2 separate regions of the Mus musculus genome follow, and region 1 is linked to region 2. A link is a contact called in public promoter capture Hi-C data. All regions are on one chromosome and are shown on one strand. Each heading gives the region's core, a stretch centred on a gene start, on an enhancer-like site or on the middle of the called end of the contact. The rest is flanking DNA. Distances are from core to core; before and after follow the strand shown.

What was found. Promoter capture Hi-C pulls out the DNA fragments that hold promoters and counts their contacts.
Region 1: a contact with region 2 is called in a promoter capture Hi-C map of embryonic stem cells, with 6 times the contacts expected there. The contact joins the enhancer-like site here to the promoter of Six1 in region 2. A contact is called at or near these places in 14 of 39 promoter capture datasets (the 3T3-L1 cell line, the HPC-7 cell line, HPC-7-derived erythroid cells and 9 more), 5 of 484 Hi-C or Micro-C datasets (the C2C12 cell line, embryonic fibroblasts, embryonic stem cells and 2 more), 11 of 115 datasets of contacts at active chromatin or transcription factors (the SCID.adh cell line, acute myeloid leukemia, craniofacial prominence and 5 more) and 4 of 9 other capture datasets (adipose tissue, embryonic stem cells, embryonic tail and 1 more).

Annotation. Positions count from the first base shown.
Region 1 is chr12:73,364,994-73,369,113 of GRCm38.p6, forward strand. The region is part of intron 3 of D830013O20Rik (RIKEN cDNA D830013O20 gene); the gene reads right to left. Among named protein-coding and RNA genes, the nearest start is that of Gm40442, 36 kb to the right of the region's middle. Within about 2 kb of position 2,673, at least 62 of the 459 cell types and tissues checked have an H3K27ac peak or open chromatin away from gene starts, as enhancers often do. A contact at or near this core is called in the C2C12 cell line, craniofacial prominence, embryonic fibroblasts and 4 more, where this site is marked.
Region 2 is chr12:73,044,740-73,048,390 of GRCm38.p6, forward strand. Six1 (sine oculis-related homeobox 1) reads right to left here and starts at 1,973. Exons shown (of 2, transcript NM_009189.3): 1 at 1,128-1,973. The coding sequence starts at 1,687. Gm51264 (predicted gene, 51264) reads left to right here and starts at 1,146; the gene lies at 1,146-1,209.

The DNA.
Region 1 (4,120 bases), core at 1,423-3,922, 320 kb after region 2:
TGTCTCGAAAAAAAAAAAATTCAGTTATGATTTCCTCATGTCTCATACTCATTGACCTTAATTATATTTAGAAGAAAATGTTTAAAACAAATCTTGACTATAGAAATTATTAAGTTGACTTTTTCTCCAATAATTCATAAGCTTTGTAAAGGAAAATATTTAATCCTTGCTTTATAAATGTCCAGAATTTTGCCAACATTTCAAATAAATTTGAGGGTTACTGACAGAGAATTCTTACTTTAAAACATCATCAGCTTATCAAATGTATCTCCAATCAATCAGGGATGATTAAACTAGGGTAATGTTTACATTTCATAGAGAAGCAAAATTCATGAAGCTTCTCCACATCTGTCTAAAAGATTTATCATTCATTTGCATTCAGAGAAATTCTTTGTTTTCAGTCATCCAGAATAATTCTCAGCTTATTAACCAGCCAGACTAAATGGTTGGGCACATTTGTGCATCATAATATCAGTGGAAAAGAAAGCCTTTCTAATTTTGTTTTCAATCAAATCCCCCAAATGATGTCTAATGACTCCCAGACGCAGTTACTAAACATTCTACAGTGTCACTTCCAGAAGGAGAAATAAAACTCGCTAACAACATTTTTAGCCATTTTCTTGAAACCTAGAACTGTGCTCTGCCCGACCTTTATGAAGGGTTATGAGTGGATGGACTCCACTGTCACCGAGGCACATGACAGGTATATGTTGCTAAGTCTAGGATTTGTTTTTTAGTTGCTTATAATTCAATGGAGGCAACCTGTACGAAATACTAGGATAGTATTCTTAAAGGGCAGAGTTTGTCTGTTGCATGGCCCATGTAAACACTAGGTCCCTCATGGGTGCTTGCTGGAAAAAAGAACATATATATATATATATATATACACACACACATACATATACACATACATATACACATACACATATAGGTGTGTGTGTGTAAGAAGAATGTTAAAAGTTCCATTGGGAAGGTCCACAGAGGTCTGAGCTCCCTGCCTCCTGGAGTAGGAATGAAAATGTGGCAGAAGTAACAGCTGGTATAAAATTGAAAGATAACTGGAAGGGAACTGAGAGGAAGAGGAAGGGCTTTTGCTTGCAGAGTGAATATTACCAAAAGCAAAGGAAACTACAAGGTATAGTTTAAAGTGAGAAAAATGTGTCTAGCAGCAAAGATGTGTGCAGCAGCAGAAGGCACGCAGGAGGGAGGGAGCCAGGTGTTGGAGACTTCTGGAAGCCAAACTTAACTTGAACTTTGTTCAAGCAGGAGACAAGTTTCATCGAAGGCTGTAGAACAATACCTGATTTTAAAAAAACAGAAGGGGAAGTCACCTGTGCATTGAACACCACTGTCATCTTCCAAAAGAAGCACTATTAGCCTTCAAGGGCTGGCCATGTCAAAACCTATACTTAATTTTTTTCTCAGGCCTTAAAGCTGGTGGATGTGAGGACCTTGTCTGGAGTTTTAGGTGATCTAGCTCAGCCTGAGGTCCTATTACAAAGGGGGTTCCCGTGAACTCTGCCTCCACACTCATCCAGTTGCCTTTGTGTTTCTCTTTATAACTCTTACTGTCCATCAAACCCCGCACTCGCCTCCTCTGGAAGAATTTCCAAGCCTTACGTAGCTTACTCCTTCCCTTTGAAAACCTAACTCTGATGTGTTGAATATACAGTTCATTTCTTTATAGAAAATAACGTGACCTTCAGGAAGGGTTCTACCCCTGCCCTTTCTGTCTCCATTAAAGACCTGCTACCCACCTTCACTTCAACCCTCTCCCAAACCAGAGACTTCACAGGGCAGCACAGTGCCCTCGGGAGAGTCATCCTTCTAAGCGAGAAAGGATTCTTTGAACCTGGAATTCAAACAGGAAATGTAGGATGCAGACCGCCATCTTTCTTTGGCCCCACTTTTCATCAGGGTATGTAGGGCTTCTCCCAGATCCCCACTAAGAAAGAATTACTCTGTATCCGGGTTTCTCTCCTTCCTGTTTCTGGCTTCTGTGGGTTTATTAGTGAATCAGAACTCAAGCTGTGCTGTTACTAGTCTGGGGTCGGGCATTATGAACAGGAAACACTTAAAAAAAAAAAAAAAACAAAGCCTGCAAAAACCATTTTACATTTTTCTGGCTTACTTTTTAAGAACTATTTCTCCCCAATACGTTTTTACTCCTCTCTCCTACCCACGACTAACAGTGGTTGGGACATTGCAACCATTTTGCACACCTAATTCAATTCCTCCAGATGTTAGTGTTCCAGAGCCTTTAAGACACATGATGAGTCGTGGGGAGAGGCCCCATCAAGGGAGTCTGTGGTGCCAGGTGAACAAAGGCACCTTTATCTCCAGGTCCCAACCTGGTGAGAATCACAGCATCGGGGGACTCAAAGCCAACTCTTGTTTGAAAGCAAATTGGGTCTTCCAAAAACACATCCGGGGCTCTGCATACCTGTGAGTGACAGCCTTCTAGGCCCTTGACTAACTGCTGTGTCGGGCTGTGCTTTGGCACGCCAAGTCCTGCCCTCGGGATGCAAATGGAACCAGAGCTCTGAAGCAGGCCTGGGAAGCAAGTCCAGTGGTCTGATTTGCATGGGAAGCTTTACCCTCTGAGTGAAGGCAGCCAAATTCCCTGGGCTCCCCGGCCCTCCGGAAATGCGCCTTACAGGGGCTGGGGGCCCTGGGCCCGACCGCGTGGGTGTGATTTGAATGTTCATCGCCACAGCTGCCGCGCTCAGCCCTGGTCATTGCCATTGGTCCCGCTCCATTTTACTGCCTCGGAATCCTCTTGTGCATGTTCGTGGTTAATACAGCAGCCAGGAGACGCCAGACAGCTCTCAGCACCTGGTTCAAATTTAAGGCTCATTTACACATGATGTCACACACGCATTGTCAGCGCGAGGGAGGTCAGGATGGTTCATTTTGGGAAGGTTTGCATTGTTGAGTCTCTGCAGCACTCACTGCTATTAATGCCTAAACCATCTGACTTGGCTGTCGGGTTTCTGGCATGAGGTAATCCCAGGCACTAGATTTATATGCTGAATGGGAAGCCAGCAAGGGTGGCTAATCATGCTGGTTTGCAGATCTGCACCTCTGGAGCCTTGGGATGGAATTAGAAGGCCACATGGCATGTAGCAAATCACAGGGGTTTCAGAGAGGAGGGGAAATCGCCAGACCTGGAGGCAGGCCTGGGAGGGGCTGCTACCTAAGCCAGGATGCCTGATGAAAGGGTAGAAACCAAAGTACTTGGAACAGGGTCTAGACCAGCCAGTCTTGTGTTTGTGGTCATCATGAAACCTATCTCTCTCCTCATTTCCTATAGAAATCCCAAACCATCTTCTCAGGCCCATTCAAGTCTCATGTTCCATGGAGCCCTCCCTGACCACCTAGCTTATGGTAATTTCTCTTCCGAACGGCCAAAATGCTTCTGTCAATAAAATAAGCAGAGCAACCATTACTGAGTCCTTACTGTCTGTTATCAGCTCCCTGCCCTCTCACGACACTCTAACACAGAAAGCTTATCCTTTGCCTTCTTTAAGGTGATAGAACAGATTCAGGGACAATGTCAGCGCTGACAGGACTCAGGAAGAAGACTGACTGACCCCCAAGACTGGGTTCTGGACCACCCGGTAGGCTGTGTGATTCCGAATCTTCAGTGGTACAAGCTAACAAGGCAGGCTGAGTCCCTGGGATGTGGCACAAAGGTGTTTACAATGATGCTGCTTGATACTTCCTGTCAGAGTCACCGTCCCCTGTGTCCTTGTCCCCTCTGCTAGCTAGTATGCATTTAAATAGCAGTTCAGTCTCCTCAGGGTTTGCTCAGGTGGGAGAATGGAGACCAGCCCCCTTCACTGTCACCAAAGCTAGTTTCCTATGCAAGACACTGAAGTGTTTGCAATATATGGATAGCCACCCTGTCATTTATTATTGTACTATGTCATGTGGTAGCTCCGAGAACACCTTGAAAAGGTAACTGATGGGAGCACCTGAGAGAGTGGTACCCCTCGGAAAGGGTAAGCCAGAGCCAGTCAGTGGGAAGGAGTATGGTAGACACTCCAATCAGAGAGGGCAGCGTGGACCTCAAGGGGAAACTGCCTGCACCTAGGTACAGTTGTGGACATAGTAAGCT
Region 2 (3,651 bases), core at 723-3,222:
TTCCTCCTTTCCAGCGCCGGCGGCCACCCGGAGCCTAGCGCTCGCCCGCCTGCACACTCCCTTCCCAGCACCGTCTTTCTCTTCCGGAGAGCCCCTTTCCCCGGAATTTAGGCAGGCTCTGTGGTTTCCCCACCCAGGGGGAATCCTGGAAGCCAGATCTTCGGCCCCCAGGCTGACAGTGAACAAAGGCGAGCACAGCGGGGCTCTGTGCCCAGCTCCCCAACTTTTCCGCCCCGCGCTCCTCCGAACCTCGGCCAGAAGCTCCGCTACGAACCTCCCGGGCCGAGGAACCGCCGCGTCTGCGAGAGGAGAGGAGGGGAGAAGGGAGACTTTTCCCCTTTCTTTCTTTTTCTTTCTTTCTTTTCTTTTCTTTTTTTAAAGCTTTGCTTCCGTGCTCCCGGGAGGGGGAAGCCAGCGACTGGAGCCCTTCTCCTCGCCCGCAGCGGCGGCGGCGGGGCCAGCGAAAGCAACCCGGCCAAGCATGAGGGAGCGCGGCAGGCGGCAGTCTTCTCCCGGCTTGGGGCCTCTGATAGGACACCCAGCAGCGACACCCCCAGTGTCCCCTTTCCAGGGTATTTCTTTTTACAAGACTCCTCCCTTTGTCCAACTAGCGCGAAATGAAGCAGAACTCTCCTCCATAGACTAGCCGGAGAGAATGAGCAGAGAGCCGGGAGGTACTGGGGGCCGAGCGTTCGACTCAGACCAGCTTCAAGACGGAGCGAAAGAGCGGAGGTTCGAGACCTTCCGCCGTACCGAACAGCTTCCCTCGCGATACCAAGCAATACCCCCGTTTCCTCTGATCTACAAACTCCCTGGCCATCCCTTCTCTTCGCCGGAGCCAGCCCGGAGGGCATGAAACAAACCCAACGCCGACCGTTCCCCACACTTTCCCTCACCAAAGAAACCCACGCGCGAGTGCTCCACGCAAACGCGACCCAGTCCCTAACAGGCAACCTCAAGAGTTCATGAACCTTCACAGCAGCGTCGCCGAGGCCGGGGTGCCGCCCCACGGACCTCTGCCGGGTGGCGGCGGGTAGGAAGCTGGTGGCGACGCCTGCGGGGGGCAGAAGGGAGCGAAGGGTGAAACTTCCCGGGGTCACCCGAGCCTGGGCAAGCACGCCGCGTACCTTTCCTTGGCCTCGGCGGCCCGGTCTCTTTGCCTCCGGTTCTTAAACCAGTTGCTGACCTGGGTGGTGGTGAGGCCGGTGGCCTCGGCCAGCTCCCGTTTCTCCCTCGGTGAGGGGTAGGGGTTGTGCGCGTACCACTCCCGCAGCACGCCCCGAGACTTCTCCTTAAAGCAGTAGCTGGTCTCCTCGCCGTCCCAGATGGTCCGCGGCAACGGGAATTTTCGGCGCACCCGATATTTGCCCACGGCACCCAGGGGTCGGCCGCGAAGTTTCTCGGCCTCCACGTAGTGCGCTTTCAGCCACAGCTGCTGCAGTTTGGGGTGATTGTGAGGCGAGAACTGGTGGCTCTCCAGTATCTTGTAGAGCTCGCGGAAGTTGCCGCGGTGGAAGGCGACCACCGCCTTGGCCTTGAGCACGCTCTCGTTCTTGTGCAGGTGATCGCAGGCGGGCAACGACCACAAGAACCTGCCCAGGCGTTCCAGGTTCCCTCCTTGCTGCAGAACTTCGCACACGCACGCCACTTGCTCTTGCGTAAAACCAAACGACGGCAGCATCGACATGGCTGGCGCTGCCGGGGCGCACGGGCCCGGGCGCACGCGGCAGTGAGCAGAGCTGGGAGAGCAGGGGGCGGCTGCCGCGGGGAGGGGGGCGCGGCTGCTCCTAACCCCCTCCCTAGCCTTGGCGCGGGCGAAGAGACCAGTCGAACCTCGGCGGGTGGGAGGCCAAGGAAGACGAAGAGAAGTAGGGGTGAGCTAGACTCCGAGTGGCTGGCGTTCTCTACAGCCTTCTGGGCCTCGCTGGCTCCCGCCTGCCGCCGGGTGGATGCTGCTGGTTGCCGGGGAACTTGGTTTCTGTTCTCCCCGCAGCGGCCTTAAAGCGCGCAGCGTCCCCGACACGCTGATTGGCTGCGAGCGGCGCCTATCCGAAGCTGGCCAGCCTGCGCGCCGCCCGGCCCGGCAGCAAAGCCGCGCCACCCTGCCGCCCCGCGTGGGGAGGGCGAAGCTACCGAGTGCTGCCTAGGATAAGAAGTGGTGGGAGGAGAAGGACCCGGAGAGGTGGGAAGTGAGGTGGGGTCGGGAGGAGGGAACTGGGGTGCTGAAAAGGGTGGTGACCAAGTCAGGACCTTGCGAAGCGGCGCCCTCTTTGGTGTCACCTAAGGGGAGCCTCACGCAGCACAAATCAATGGCTGCAGACGTTCTAATGACCCTCTTCTCCATATTCTTAGCCCTGTCTCTTGCAGTCTTGGCTTTTCCCGGTGAGCTCATATTTAATTACCTTAATGTTAAGATGAATAAATAATGGATTGATGAATAGCTTATGGAATGAGATAAATAATACAAAAGGAGACTAGGGTTCTGTGCTGCAAGCACTCTGAAAGTGGCTTCTTCCAGGTTTGGTTCCTGGAGGTGAAGACAAACCTAGCCCCCCACCCCCACCCCCACCCCCACCCCCCAACTCCTACACCCTTTCTCTTCCTAACTCCTAACACCTCCTAAAGGTCTCAAGGACTCTGATCTGGGCAACATTCCCCTCATTCTCAAAGTGCCTCTAGAAGAGGGATCAGAAGGGTTGACCCTGGCACTGTAGCATAGAGACACCAGGGCTTCATCTGCAATTTAGAATCTTGCTGTCCATAGACTTCTGGACTCAGTTTCCCCAGTTGTACGGTTGCGTTTTTTCAAAGCAACCCCTGCTACCGATGGATGCTGAAAAGCTTTACTTGCCATTAGCAAAAAAAAAAAAAAAAATTGGGGAACCTCATGCAAAAGGCGCTGAATGGGGTGTAAATTAAATAAAACTGCGCCCAGCTCCAATAACTGTCTGGTTGTAACATAATCCTTGCCCTGCTCTGAGAGGGACACTGCCCTCTAAGCTAGAACCACAGTGGCTCCAAGAAGATTAAATAAAGTGTGTGTGTGTGTGTGTGTGTGTGTGTGTGTGTGTGTGTTTGCAATGCTGGCCTATTTTACTGCCAGCCAATGAGATGTGTCCTGCAATTTAAGTTCCATCATCTGCTATTTTGTTTCTGTGGGGAGAATGCTTAGTAAAACTGCACAGACAAATGAAGCTGTAATTAACTTAAGCCTCATTTGCACACCTTGTTCCAAAGCAATTATTAAAAAGATTTCAAAAACAATTAGCCTCTCTAAACAAAGATAATCTATTGTCAGTGGCTAAGTCAAGCAAGAGATAAGAACAATGGGTGGAGATAAGGGAAGGTGGAGGGAGAGTGACTTTATGACTATACTTATCTCTGATTAGATAAGTTGAAAACAGAATTTTAAGTACACTTCAAAAATGCTTTTGATTCCGGTGTGCCCTCTTAGGGAGTGGCAGGGAGCAAACACTGGGCTCTTCAAACTAGCTTGTCTCCTTGCCGTGGTTTGATTCCATCAGCCAAAGAACTCTTTGCATTTTGAGATCCAAGTGAGAGAAGGGATTCCCTTTGTATTATTTAGATGTTTTTTTAAAAAATGCACCCAGTTCAGTGCACCCTGCTACATGCCTTTCAACATCATAAAGG